Linked DNA regions of Hordeum vulgare: region 1 is linked to region 2. Evidence: chromatin contacts called from public Hi-C data. All regions are on one chromosome and are shown on one strand. Each heading gives the region's core, a stretch centred on a gene start, on an enhancer-like site or on the middle of the called end of the contact. The rest is flanking DNA. Distances are from core to core; before and after follow the strand shown.

Region 1 (6,333 bases), core at 795-3,294, 41 kb after region 2:
ATACATGTAGTTGCCACCCGACTTTGAATACTTGCAATTTCGACCCGACTTTGAATATTTGCAGTTGCGGCCACATTTCAAATCTTGCAGTTGCGACCCGACTGTAAATGCTTTTAGTTGCGACCCGACTGTGAATACTTACCATTGCGATCCGACTATCAATATTTGCAATTGCGACCTGACTATGAATACTTGCAATTGCGATCTGATTTTGAATATTTGCAGTTGCGATTAGACTCTGAATACTTGCAATTGCTATCGATTTTAAATACTTACAGTTGCGGCCTGACTTTGAATATTTGCAGTTGCGATTAGACTCTGAATACTTGCAATTGTGATCCAATTTTAAATACTTGCAGTTGCGGCTCGACTTCGAATAGATGTAGTTGCCACCCAACTTGCAATTTCGACTCGACTTTGAATATTTGTAGTTGTGGCCACATTTCGAATCTTGCAGTTGCGATCCGACTTTAAATATTAATGTAATTAATATAAAATACAAGATGCATAAGAACACAAGTTTTTTGAAAAATACTAATTAAAAAATAATTTTAAAATACTAATTTATAAAATAGAAAACTATGAATAGATCATAAAAATAAAATATACATATTTGTACGGACAAACTATCAATAGCCGGTCTAATATAGTTCACAAAATTAAGGGTTGTATATTTGTAAAGACAAACTATCAATAGCCGGTCTAATATACAACTCTTAATTTTCCCAAAAAAAAAATAACAATAAGTGTAACAACGAAATAGTGACCACCGGCTGAAGAAACGAACAACAAAAGGGAAAAAACTGCATAAAAGAAGAGGCATAAAAAAGAATACGAGCCCAACAACAGTAAACACTAAAAGCAGCTCACCATGGCAAACATGAAATGAGCCCATAAATAATGAACCGGCAACGCTTGCCACGCCCAACAAGTCTGGGCGTTAATCCTCCTCCTCCTGCACGAATAACTACGTGCTAAATTCGACGGTCAATTAAGTGAATGAGCCCAAACTATTTCTCAGCTAGCTGAGAAATAGCAAAATCGTATATAATAAGTAGGACATGGTCGAGCAACAAAATGGTTTCTACGTAAGAGTTTGAACTCTATTCACATCCAAAGAGCGGAGTGGGCAGGTATGACATTTACCTGTTTGGGACTGCTTTGCTCCATCAAAATCAGCTCCGCTTAATCAATTCCATTTTAGAGCAGTTTCATATAGAAGTTGTAACCATTTTAAAAGAATGTTTGGCTCTCATTTAGCTCCAGCTTCACGAATGAAAAATTTAGTGAAAAGGATCTATTTGATTGGATGAGAGGTAAAAACGAAGGGGTATCCACTTACTGGTGGCAGTGGTGGGTAATTTTCTTCCAATTCCAGCTTCTATAATTTTATGGAGCACCTCCTAGAGAGCTTCACAAAAAACAAAGAGTTGGATCCCAGATTCTAGTTTTTTTACGGAGCGGTATATCGTGGAGCTATCCCGTTTGGCTTACGTTTTCTAGAGCGGAGTTGAATTTTCTGAAACAGAGCATTTCCAAACAGGCTTTAGTATGTGCATATTCTCTTGAAGACTTGAAGTTTTAGCTTCAATCATTCAACTGGCTCTGTTTTTCACAGATGCATGTATTCTTTTTATTAAAATTCAGTATTTTTTGAGCTGCTGAATGTTTATCAAGTCATATTTATAACCTCTACGGTCAAAGCAACATAAAGGATAAGCTACGAGACATTTTACCGTGCATCGTACTACTAAAAATAGTGGGTAGTATATAACTGATCCGATGGTTATTATTGATCCCTTGTTTTTTTTCCTAAAACATGTTGGTAATTGACTATTATAATATATTTGTTTTTTCTTAATGTTAATTGTAATGATTAATAACGTAGGTAATCAGACCTGTGAAAAGAATGAATTGTCCTTCACCTTAGTTCGTATGTTTGTTTGTCCTTCATTCTCAGGAATTTGTTCAGCCGGCCAAGCAGTCCGGCGGCCGTCTCAGTCGCACAGGACCGGCCACTCCGTCTTCCATTAGTGATAGCAATAGCAATGATCTTTGGACGGCGCCCGAGATCGGTTCCTTGGCAAGTCGTCTTTCATTAGTGATAGCAATGTCCACGTCCTTTTCAAATTTTCATGTCTCGTGCGAGTGCATGCCATGGCCAATGCATAACCAAACTAAAACGCGGGAGCCGGGAGGTGCCCTTTGACGCTGCATGTACTCCCTTCGTTGTTAAATATAAATCTTTTTAAAGGTTTCATTAGAGGACTTACCTCGCTCGCGTCGCTCTCTAGGGGAGCGGCCCGAGCGTCCCCTAGCACCGCCGCCGCCTCCCCACCTGCTCCTCCCCGCCCCCCCGTCGCCGTCGAGCGTCGCTGCCGCGCAAAGCCCGTGCAGCAGCCGGCGGCGGCGGGCCTCTCTCGCGCGGATGCGTCCCGGGACCGGCCCTGGACGGCGCGGCTCGCTCGGCGAGGTTGGGCGTCGGGGCGGCGGCCCGGAGGTGGCGGCAGGGACGGCTCGGCGGCTCGGCGAGGCTGGGCGTCGGGGCGGCAGCCCGGTGATGGCGGCGTGGACGGCTTGGAGGGGCTGGGCCTCGGCGCGCCTTCTCCCCCGCTCGGGTTGGTGATGGGCGGGTCCCGTGGTGGCGGCTTGGCGGTGTGGTGCGGCGGAGCTCCGGCACGGGCTGGGTCCTCTAGCGGGCTGGAGGCGCGGCAGGGCGCCATCCAGTGGTGCTGCCTCCGCAGCGACTGCGGCCTGCCCTTGACCCCGATCTGGACCTGGATCTGGATCTGGTGGTACTCGGGCCTACGTCATGGTGGCTTCGGAGGTGTCGTGTCGCTGGGGGTGCTGCGTGGAGGACGTGCTTGGTGGCTCCCCGGTGTCGCTGGCGCGGTGGCTTCGTGGGAGGCGTGTGGGCTAGCGAAGATGCTGTGCGTGGGGTTGTGGTGTTGGGAGGTGCTCCGGGCGAGAGCTTGCCGGCCAGCGGTGATGGCAGCTGTGGACGTCGTCTCACCTTCTTGGAGGCACCGTTGAGGAGTTCTCTTCCCACACACCCTCAGATCCAGTTATTCGGGTGAAAACCTTAGGCCTGGTTGGGCCGGACAACGGCGTCGGCATCGTCGCTTCCTCCTTGGGGGCGTCGTCTTGAAGAGCTTTGGATTTCGATTGCACTCTTCAGGGGCTAGACGCTCGTGACACTGCGGTCGGCTGGGGCGCGTCCGGCAATGTGAATGATCTGCGCGGCTTCTTGTGCGGCAACGATGGCCCCTTCAAGCGGAGAAGGATTTGATGTTGGGTTCTGGTAGTCGGTCTCGTCCGGCGTGTTCGAGGGGTCGCCGTGCCTCTCTTGTCTTCTGAAGTCGGAGTTGTTTGAGGGGGATCCTTGCGGCGACGATGACGTGAAGACGGGTGGTCGGTTCTGGCGCTGGCTCGGCGCAGGTCATGTGCTTTTCTTCCTTCAATGCTCGTCGGCTGAGTCGAAGCTGCCTGGTCGCCGGCGCGTGAGGTGGACTTTTGGCGTCGTCCGACGCAGGCCTCTACCCTTGTCTGCGGTGGAGGCTACATCGGTGGTCGTCGATGGTGAAGTCGGAGTCGCCCTCGCGGAGGCGTGATGACGATGACGCCGGATTACAACCTCGACGGAGCTCTTCTCCTAGGCGGCGTGTGTGTGTTCTTGTGTAGGTTGCCAGGTCGCCCTGTGTGCCTTGTCGTGGCGGGCGCATTGTGACGGTTTTAGTCCGGTTTTCCAATTATTAACCGGACAACTCTCTTCGATCTTTTTTAACGAGATCGGTACCTAAGGGACCGTGTTTAAAAAAAATACTTTAAAGTGTTGATTCACTCATTTTACTTCGTATATAGACCCTTAGTAAAATCTCTTAAAAGACTTATATTTAAGAACGGAGGGAGTAGGAGGCAATTATCACAGCAATTAATTTCTCGTGCTATTATTATGCGAGTTAATTGTGTATTGGTCGCAGCACTACCGAAACTGCCCCTGATCACAAAATATATACTACCGAAAATCTGCAATAGTATTTTCAAATCTGGGCCGTACGTCCAAACACAAAAATAAACGGTCTGTATTGATCTGATGTACTGTAAAAGGTCTCGAACCTAAAATGTTGCCAGTCCAGAAGGAAACTTCTTTTGGTCATTACACGATGAATTGTCACAAATCATTATCGTAAAGACTCAACTCTCCGGAAAGAGAGAGGTATTTATATCTCAGCGGACAAGGTAATATGCATATTGGAGGGGCGTTTTGGCTCCAGTAACGTGAAAACAAATAGTAAATGATTGTAAAAAAATCTAAAACATTTTGTGAATGTTAGTGTTAGTGTTACAAGCGTGCTTGACAATGATCATGCGAGACGGTAAGCCGTGTTTCGTCGGTGAAAAAAATTGAGGTTACGCAGGCCAAAATGCTTAACTTTTTTGCCTCAGAATTTGCAGGTGGCATTAACAAATAAAAAAATTGTCTTATTGTTTTTACATTTAAAATTTTATTTTTGGGTCCGGGGCCAAATTGAATTTCCCCTATGCATATGCCTTTTTCTAAACACAAGTATGCATACTAGATCTATTTACGCAAACCTATTACTGAACTTCCCGAGAGATAACTTTTATCCGATTAAGATATTTCTGTCACTGAATCATCACCATAAAGTTTCTTGAGAGAAGCTCGTATCGACCTTTTGCATTAGTTTGCATGTTTTGGCGACCGTCTTTTTGTTGTTGTTTTTTGAAGAGTACTATCAGACCTCAAGAGTAAAGCAGTGAGGATCGAACTGGACGAGGGACGCTGTTAGGTAAGCCTAAGCACAACATGACAACGCCTCCCAGGAAAACTCCTAATTAACCTGCCACTTGGTGCTGCACCACACCTACAAGAAAGGTGCAGAAACTATACATTTAGGCCTCGTTTAGCACGGAGGGATTCAGGAGGTTTCGAAAACCCCTGGGAGGGTCAGAAATCTCACAGAACCTTAGGCGTTCATTTGGTAAGAAGGGTTTGCTTAGCCGAATTCCCTTCGATCCCCTTCAATCCCTTCATATCCATGTGTTTCAGAATCCTTCTCAAGGGAGTAGTGAAAGCAAAGCACCGAGGATTTGAGAGGATTGGGTGAAAGAAAGGGATTCATCAAATCTCTTCCTCCCCAAACCTTCCCAATTCACTTCTATCAAACAAAGCCTTATGATATTTTGGACAAGAATGACGGGATGCCATGAGCTACAAGCTGTGTACAAGATATATGCATACCATTTTGCATCCATGGAAGGTAACATCGTGAGTGTTCCTGCTGCCTATCATTCCTAATGTGCTTTGGCAAATGGCAATGCTCGAGCAATAGTGTTTGGCGCATACAGGTGCAATTCTTGAGAAGGTAGCAACGAAACTAATGTGCTTTCCGCTCGGACGATGTCATTCTCCTGTCACAACTAGTACGAGGTGCATGCTTCATGGATTTCAACGCGCCGTAACCTTTAAGGCCGCGTTTGGATTGTCGGTGAAATCTTACAAATGTAAATAATTACAACTGTATATTACCAGTGTTCAGTAATATACAACCGGCAATATTTCCCGTTTATAAAATTTCATGGATGGGCAGTTTTCTGAAATCCGATGCCTTCCTCGGCTTCGCATTGACTATCTCCTCAAAGAGGCAAATGAACCACGAGGAGGACGATGCTGTCAGCATCCTTCGCCGCCGACGACCTCCTCGCGGCCCTCTCCTCCCCGAGTTCCCGCGCCAGCCTCCACTCCCGCTTCTGCCCCCAGCCCTTCTGCCCCCACCTACCCGTTGCGAACCTTGCCCAAGCCGCCGTCGAAGAGGGCGACCAAGCAGACGCTGGCGCCCCCCGACGCGGCCGTCGTCCGCCCCCTTGCGGAGCTCTTCCGCTCGTTCCTCTGCCGCGGGCCTTCGTTTTATTTGTGTGGCCTCGACATGCTGGTCCGTAAGTTTTACGGATGTAAACGGGGCCAAAACCAGCGAAAAAACGGTGGATGGAAATCGGGTGTAAAAATAACACGACGATCCAAGCACACAATCAGAGAACGAAATAGGCTCTGTATTTTACACCCGGATTCAGTGCAAATACGACGAACCAAGCGCGGCCTAACCCATGATAGTAGGAAGGTTTGGTCCAGATTTCACCAACGCTCCATATTTACATTAATATAAACAAGGTGAGCCAGGGAGGATAGCTCAGTTTCTACATTATTTCTCGTTACATAGTTTACAACTAGGAAACTTGAGTTTCTACATTCTGGCGTAAACAGATAATACATCACAGGAAATCCCATACTGGGATGGTGTACTGGCCTTGATC
Region 2 (6,519 bases), core at 995-3,494:
TTTTCTGGTTCACCTACCTCCTAGATAAACATACTTATATCAACTTGATGGGCATAATTGTCATAAATACAAAATGAAACAAATAGTTATAAAAGATAATATACCACATCTGAATCATAAACCGGACGAGGGCCGACGGGGACGGATATCAAAACCGTGGCACTATATATATAACAAAACATCATACAAGTAAGAAAATTATACTAGTAACCATCTAAATCATACAAATTAATTCTTTTACAAAAAGGATAATAACAATAGGCTCACCAAGGTGGTGCTAGCGACGGGACGGCTGGACGATCGATGTCGGTGAGGGGAAGGCACTAAGTAAACCACACCTACACATATGCAAACTAAGAAGTTAATTTGAGCTCAAATTGCATATAAATCGAATAAATTCTCACATAATTACTCTCAAACTAAAACTCACAAATCACTATACTTATAGAGCATGAAACGAGCTAAACTAGCAATGAGAGATGAAAGGATGAAGTTGCTAACCTTTTAGAACACTTGGATAGATGGGGTGCCTTCGATCTTAACAAATCTTGGCAAAAATGGAGGATGAATTCGAGCTTGAGGAAGGAAACAGAGAGGAGAGAAAGCTTGAACTCGGGCTGGAAGAAGCAGAGCTTTATATAGGAAAGACTATAGTCCCAGTTGGATATACCAACCGAGACTAATGGTTTATCTTTAGTCCCGGTTGTTGATACCAACCGGGATTAAAGGGGCTCGCGGGGGCCCTAGTCTGCCACAACCCTTTTAGTCTCGGTTGGTATCACCAACCGGGACTAAAGGCCCCATTCCAACCGGGACTAAAGATGGTTGTGCCCTCGTCCGCTCCTAGCCACTGGAACCGAGACTAATGCTCACATTAGTCCCAGGCCCAAACCCGACAGGGACTAAAGCTCCGGACGAAAGGTCTATTTTCCACTAGTGGTGGGAGTAGATGAAGTGGTCGAGGAAGACGACGACAACAGTAGCGATGAGCTGGTGCTGGAAGAAGATGAAGGGGGTGGATGGACGACGCGGCTCGAGTGAGCGAGGAGCAACGACACTGAAGAATAGCAGTGGTGGTGGCCTGACGGTGGTGGCGGCGGCTAGTTAGGAGCGCGGTGACGGTGCTCGAAGTAGGCGAGGAAGAACCCAACAACATGACGAAGACCGGCGCGGATGATGGTGTTCCCGCGCCTAGGGAGGCATCATGACGCATGCCATGTAGAAGTCAACGCGCGGGAACAGCGAGTGGACCGCGTGCCGTGGCGCTACGTCCTGAAGGGGCGACAAAGCGACAGCGCGCGGGTCAGAGCGACGACGGAAAGACCTCGGGCGGCGGTGTGGACCGATTGTCGCGACGCTACGGCCGGATGGGGTGATGCAGCGGTGGTGCGCAGATTGGTGCAGCCACGAGGACGGCCTCGGGCGGCGGGGGGAGGGGGACAGCATGCCGTGGCGCTATAGCTCGACGGGGCGGTGTAGGGCGACTGAGGGCCGGGGCAACCACGGGGCGACGACGCTACGACCTGAAGGGGCAACACAGCGGAAGCCAGTTGCTTGATCTGCATGCAGCTACCCTGTTGCCCAGGCAACAGGGTCAAGTTGTTTTGCACTCGTACTTTAGCACTTGGATCAAACGTGTGCATGGATGCATCAGGTTAAATTAGCAAAGGTGCAACAGGGTAAATGTAGATGCAGCTCCGCCCCTGGCTAGGTGTAAAAACTTGCGGCAGATACCATGTTAGAAGGGATAGAGAGGGACTAATGAAATCGATGGATATTGTATTGGGTCTCATGAACAAGTATATATAGGAGTACAGACATGAAGAACAAGGCTATTAAATACATGTACACCAAGTCATCAAATATATCTCGTAGAAAAGCACAGGAACGGCCCACAACTCGTACACACAGGCTTGTGTTGTGAGTTGTCCACCGAATCGTAGCCCTGTGGAAAAGGAGCGACAAGTGTGTGCCTAATGGCCGGGAGCAGTTCTATCTGCGCAGCCAACGCTAGTAAACTCCATTATTCACAACGTCCTAGTCACGGCCGGCGCTAAACAAAGGAGGCCGCCACCGCGTGGAGCTGGTTCGCCCGCCTGTCGCCGTCGACCGCCGTGCAGTGCAGACCGATAGATAGACATAACAAACATACTCCATTGACCAATCCCCACAACTGCTTTCAGAAACGCCGGTCAAAGATTATAATTATATACATCGGTGACAGTTTGTCGTTGCATTCTTGTGACTAGTATAGCAGCTGGTGGAGTGGGTTCCTTTGGCCGGCCACAAAAGATTTCCCATTCCTTGGCTCCACGCTCCTGCTCCCTTCCTAGTCTCAGAGGGGGCAACCGAGGTAGGGGCCGGCGGCCGGCACCAGGAACAAGGAGGAGAAAGGACGACGGATTCTTGTGGCCATCATCGCCAAGGCTTCCGCTTAAGCTTTATTGTGTTGGGCTGGGGCTCAGAACATCTGTTGCTGGCTGGTTGATTTCGTAGGGGGGGTGGAGATGCCGTCGCCGTCGTCCTCGGTCCAGCGCGCGACGAGCGACGCGCTCATCGGTCCCGACTGGGCGACCAACCTCGAGCTCTGCGACACCCTCAACCGCGATCCAGGGTGAGCACGAACGCACAACGACTGCTTGTATCTTTCCATACTGTTGTATTGGCTGACTCTGCTAAAGCAAAGCAACGTTTCCATTGATCTAGCCGTCATTGCCACGATGTGTTGTTGAGCTTTTGACTCCATGCAGCCACTTGCTGTCCATTGATCCAGTCAGAAAACCAGACTTGTGATGTTACTCGCTCTCATTAACCTTTTTACTTACTAAATTATACTCAACGATATAGTATAGCTATGACATGCAAAATTTCTGTGAAAATGGTTACGTGCATCGATCTACCTTCTGTTGTTATCGGTTTGGTGTAAATAACTAAATATCTATGTTCGGTTGTATTCACAGGCAAACGAAGGATGTTGTCAAGTCTCTCAAGAAGCGCATTGCCCACAAGAACTCAAAGGTCCAGCTTCTCGCTCTCACGGTAAGTACGGTTTAAAACTGAATATTTTGGTGTATGAATTTGACTCATCAACTTAATTATGTGGACTATGTCAACTATTAGTCCAGCAAAAAAAAACTATTAGTCCCTTACATATAGTGTGCCCAATAAATTGGCATGTACCTTTGCACCTTTTCTTGAAGCTTACCTTCTATAACTAAATTGTTTCTTATTTGATAGCCGCGATGAGCTGTGTCGCGATTGTTGGCTTTGATGTTCTTTTCCAGTTTGACTCATGAACATATTTTCTTGTAGTGATGTTGTAACCTAGCAATGCATTACATCACACCAGAAGGAGGATGAATGGCACATTCAGAAGGGCTTTTATTTGGAATGTTTAAGTAATCATTTACTCAACCACTAATCAGTGCATTGGTTTACTTATTTTAGTTGCTGGAGACAATGATTAAAAATTGTGGGGACATTGTCCATGTGCATGTTGCTGAGAGAGGCATACTTCATGAAATGGTGAAGATAGTAAAGAAAAGGGTACGTATGGGCAGTTCAAACTTTAATATACTGGTTTCCGATATTAAGTCTTAATGTCTTTATCTGTGTGGTGGTTGTAGCCGGATTATCACGTAAAAGAAAAGATTCTGACGCTGATCGACACTTGGCAAGAAGTTTTTGGTGGTGCACGCTCAAAATATCCGCAATACTATGCATCATACCAGGACCTTTTGGTATTTTACACAAATCGAATAAGTTGTGATCTTTTAACAGTCTCAGATTTTGCAGAGAAAAATGAAGTTATTCTGTTTCCAAATTATCAAAATCTGTGACTTAATTAAACTCCAATCTCCACTCAGCGTGCCGGAGCCGTATTTCCTCAAAGATCAAATGGATCTGTGCCAATATTTACTCCTCCACAGACTCAGCCTCTCCAAAACTATCCTCCTGCTCTACGAAACGCTGACCACGAGGCTCCTGAATCGTCAGCCCAGGATTTTCCTGCCACAAGGTATACCAACTTATTAATTTTTTTATCATACAATGGAAATGCTTAACTACTGGAATGAAGATCAAATTTGAATACACTTATTTGAAATCTGAACCTCTGCTTCAACTTTGGAAATGTTCATTTGTAGCCTGGCAGATATTCAGAATGCACGGGGTATCATGGACGTTCTTTCAGAGATGTTGAATGCTGTAGATCCTAGTAAGAGAGAGGTATTTTGTTGATGCACTTCAACTACTGATCTATTACGTCCGACGAAGATGTTGCTAGAGAAAAATCTAACATGTTCAGTGTTCCAGATCTGTAAATCTCTCAAGTTTTTCAGTTTTTCAGTTGTTACTATCAGGTAAAGAAAAATTAAGTTACACTGAATATGCAGGAACTTCGTCAGGATGTCATCGTTCACCTTGTGGATCAGTGCCGTACATACAAGCAGAGAGTGCTGCAGCTTGTCAACAGCACCTCGTATGTCCCTTGCCAGTTCTCTCTCAGGCGCTTTAAGTGTCCATTTATCATAATGTCCTGCTGAAATTTGTTGTCATTTGTTAGTTCTGTATCGGTATATAAATCTTCTTATTTCGGATGTACTGAATTGATACAGGGACGAGGAGCTGCTCAGCCAGGGTCTTTGTTTGAATGATGATTTGCAGCGTGTTCTAGGAAAGCACGACGCTATCGCCGCAGGCATAGCGGTTCCGGTGGAGAAGCAGATATCGCTCCATTCCGCGCCAGCAAAGACAGATACCACAAAAGAAGCAGTGCAAAGGTTAGCAGCATTTGTCAATCATTTCGTTCAAGACATTCTACTAGAAACATACAGTTACAGTAGTAATAAAATTCTCAAAAACTGCACGTGCTTCCTGATTTTTTTTACCTTCTCTTCATTTTGCCAGGTCTTCGGCAACTACTACAAGTGCAAGCAAGCAGCCACCCTCTGAACAATTGGCGCTTCCCGCGCCGCCGGCACCTCAATCATCTAGCAGTGCAAAAGCTGTTGTTCCAGCACCAGCTCCTAGTTTCGACCTCCTTAGTGGAGATGACTACATCAAACCCGAACCTGAAAACTCGCTGGCGCTTGTTCCTGTCAGCGAATACTCAGCTTCAGACCAGAATGTGTTGGCCCTTGCAGACATGTTCCAACAAAATAGTTCTGCTGCCGGCAATAGAAACTACAACCAGCTTACAAACTCTGTTATTTCCCCTGCATCTCGAGCATACCCTCCTCAGGTGCAGCCTACTCTGCCTCAGCAACCTACAACTTATTCCAATGGAGACATCGTACCTTACGGTCAGCAATCTCAACTGAACGCCACAAGGTCATGGAATGGGCAGCCTGCTTATGGAGTGGATTCCCAACGGCAAGCACTAAATTATGGTACACCACTTTCTCACCACAATAGCTTTATTTGTCTATTTATCACAAATTATAGGCAAATTGCTTGCCGTATCTTCAATCGAAATATGGCCTATAAATATGCACTAGGCGTAAAAAACACTTACACTGAACATGAACGTGTTGTTGTGTCTTCTTGTAGATGTAGTTCAGTATGAAAATAGATAAACCACACTAATATGGCTAATGCATTGTTAACCACCCTGGTCCAGAAAGCATGTGCACTTTTTTTTTTCATTTCTAATAGCTCCATGAGCATTTGACAATCTCCTATTCACAGGTGTAGAGGATCAGAACCGAGGCCTTCCACCAGCACCCTGGGAAATTCAGCACTTGACCGGTAACCAACCCCAATCAACACAAATTCGTCAAGGATTCATGTCAACACAGCAAATGCCGGGAGGAATGCGCTGGCCACCGGTGCTCGGCACGCAGCAACCACCACAGGTCGTGCCGAACATGCAATACGGGGGCATGTACCCGAATTCAATGCAAATCAACCAAGGAATGGGCATGAACTCCCAACCGATTGTGGGTGGACAGTTTTATGGGATGAACTATCAACAGTTATATGCAGTTCAAATGGCCGGTTATGGGTATGGGCACCAATCTGGAGGCTACTACATCCCGAACGCCGCATATGCGTATGCCAGTGCAAATGAACTTTCTCAGAGAATGAATGGAGCAACGCCATCTGTGGCCTTGAAGCAGCAGAACAAACCAAGCAGACCAGAAGACTCACTCTTTGGTGATCTCCTTACTATCGCCAAAATGAAGCAGAGCAAACCTGCAGCTGGTAAGGTCGGCGTCTTGTAAGAAGAATGCCTGAGTAGATGGCTTATGTACAATGCCAGATTACTGGTTGATGTAAATTTTATTTTGTAGGTAGGGATACATATCGGAAAGTAATGGACCGTGAGATTTAAGATTTCTCAAAAATAATAATGTGCTTATATAGTACAATTATGTATACCAACTAATGAAGAAAATTGGTATTCTTGGTCCATCATGCTATTTTCCAAAAAACTCACTCACATTTCTGTTAATCAACTGTGGTCCTAAGTCGGATTTTTATTTTTTTGGAATAATCCCTAATATTTCAAGGAATCAA

Evidence for each region. A called contact is a pair of places that touch in the nucleus more often than the background predicts.
Region 1: a contact with region 2 is called in a Hi-C map of leaf, with 2.4 times the contacts expected there. The contact joins the enhancer-like site here to the promoter of LOC123452489 in region 2. A contact is called at or near these places in 2 of 6 Hi-C or Micro-C datasets (leaf and seedling).

Annotation. Positions count from the first base shown.
Region 1 is chr5H:537,362,962-537,369,294 of MorexV3_pseudomolecules_assembly, forward strand. It overlaps LOC123452490 (protein FAR1-RELATED SEQUENCE 12-like), which reads right to left. Exons shown (of 8, transcript XM_045129145.1): 8 at 6,153-6,333. The coding sequence ends at 6,292. Among protein-coding and RNA genes, the nearest start is that of LOC123452490, 8.9 kb to the right of the region's middle. Within about 2 kb of position 2,045, at least 1 of the 3 cell types and tissues checked has open chromatin away from gene starts, as enhancers often do. A contact at or near this core is called in leaf, where this site is marked.
Region 2 is chr5H:537,321,656-537,328,174 of MorexV3_pseudomolecules_assembly, forward strand. It overlaps LOC123452489 (TOM1-like protein 9), which reads left to right and starts at 2,245. Exons shown (of 10, transcript XM_045129142.1): 1 at 2,245-2,614; 2 at 2,961-3,039; 3 at 3,448-3,546; 4 at 3,627-3,740; 5 at 3,867-4,018; 6 at 4,146-4,227; 7 at 4,395-4,480; 8 at 4,617-4,781; 9 at 4,909-5,390; 10 at 5,689-6,412. The coding sequence starts at 2,508. The coding sequence ends at 6,224.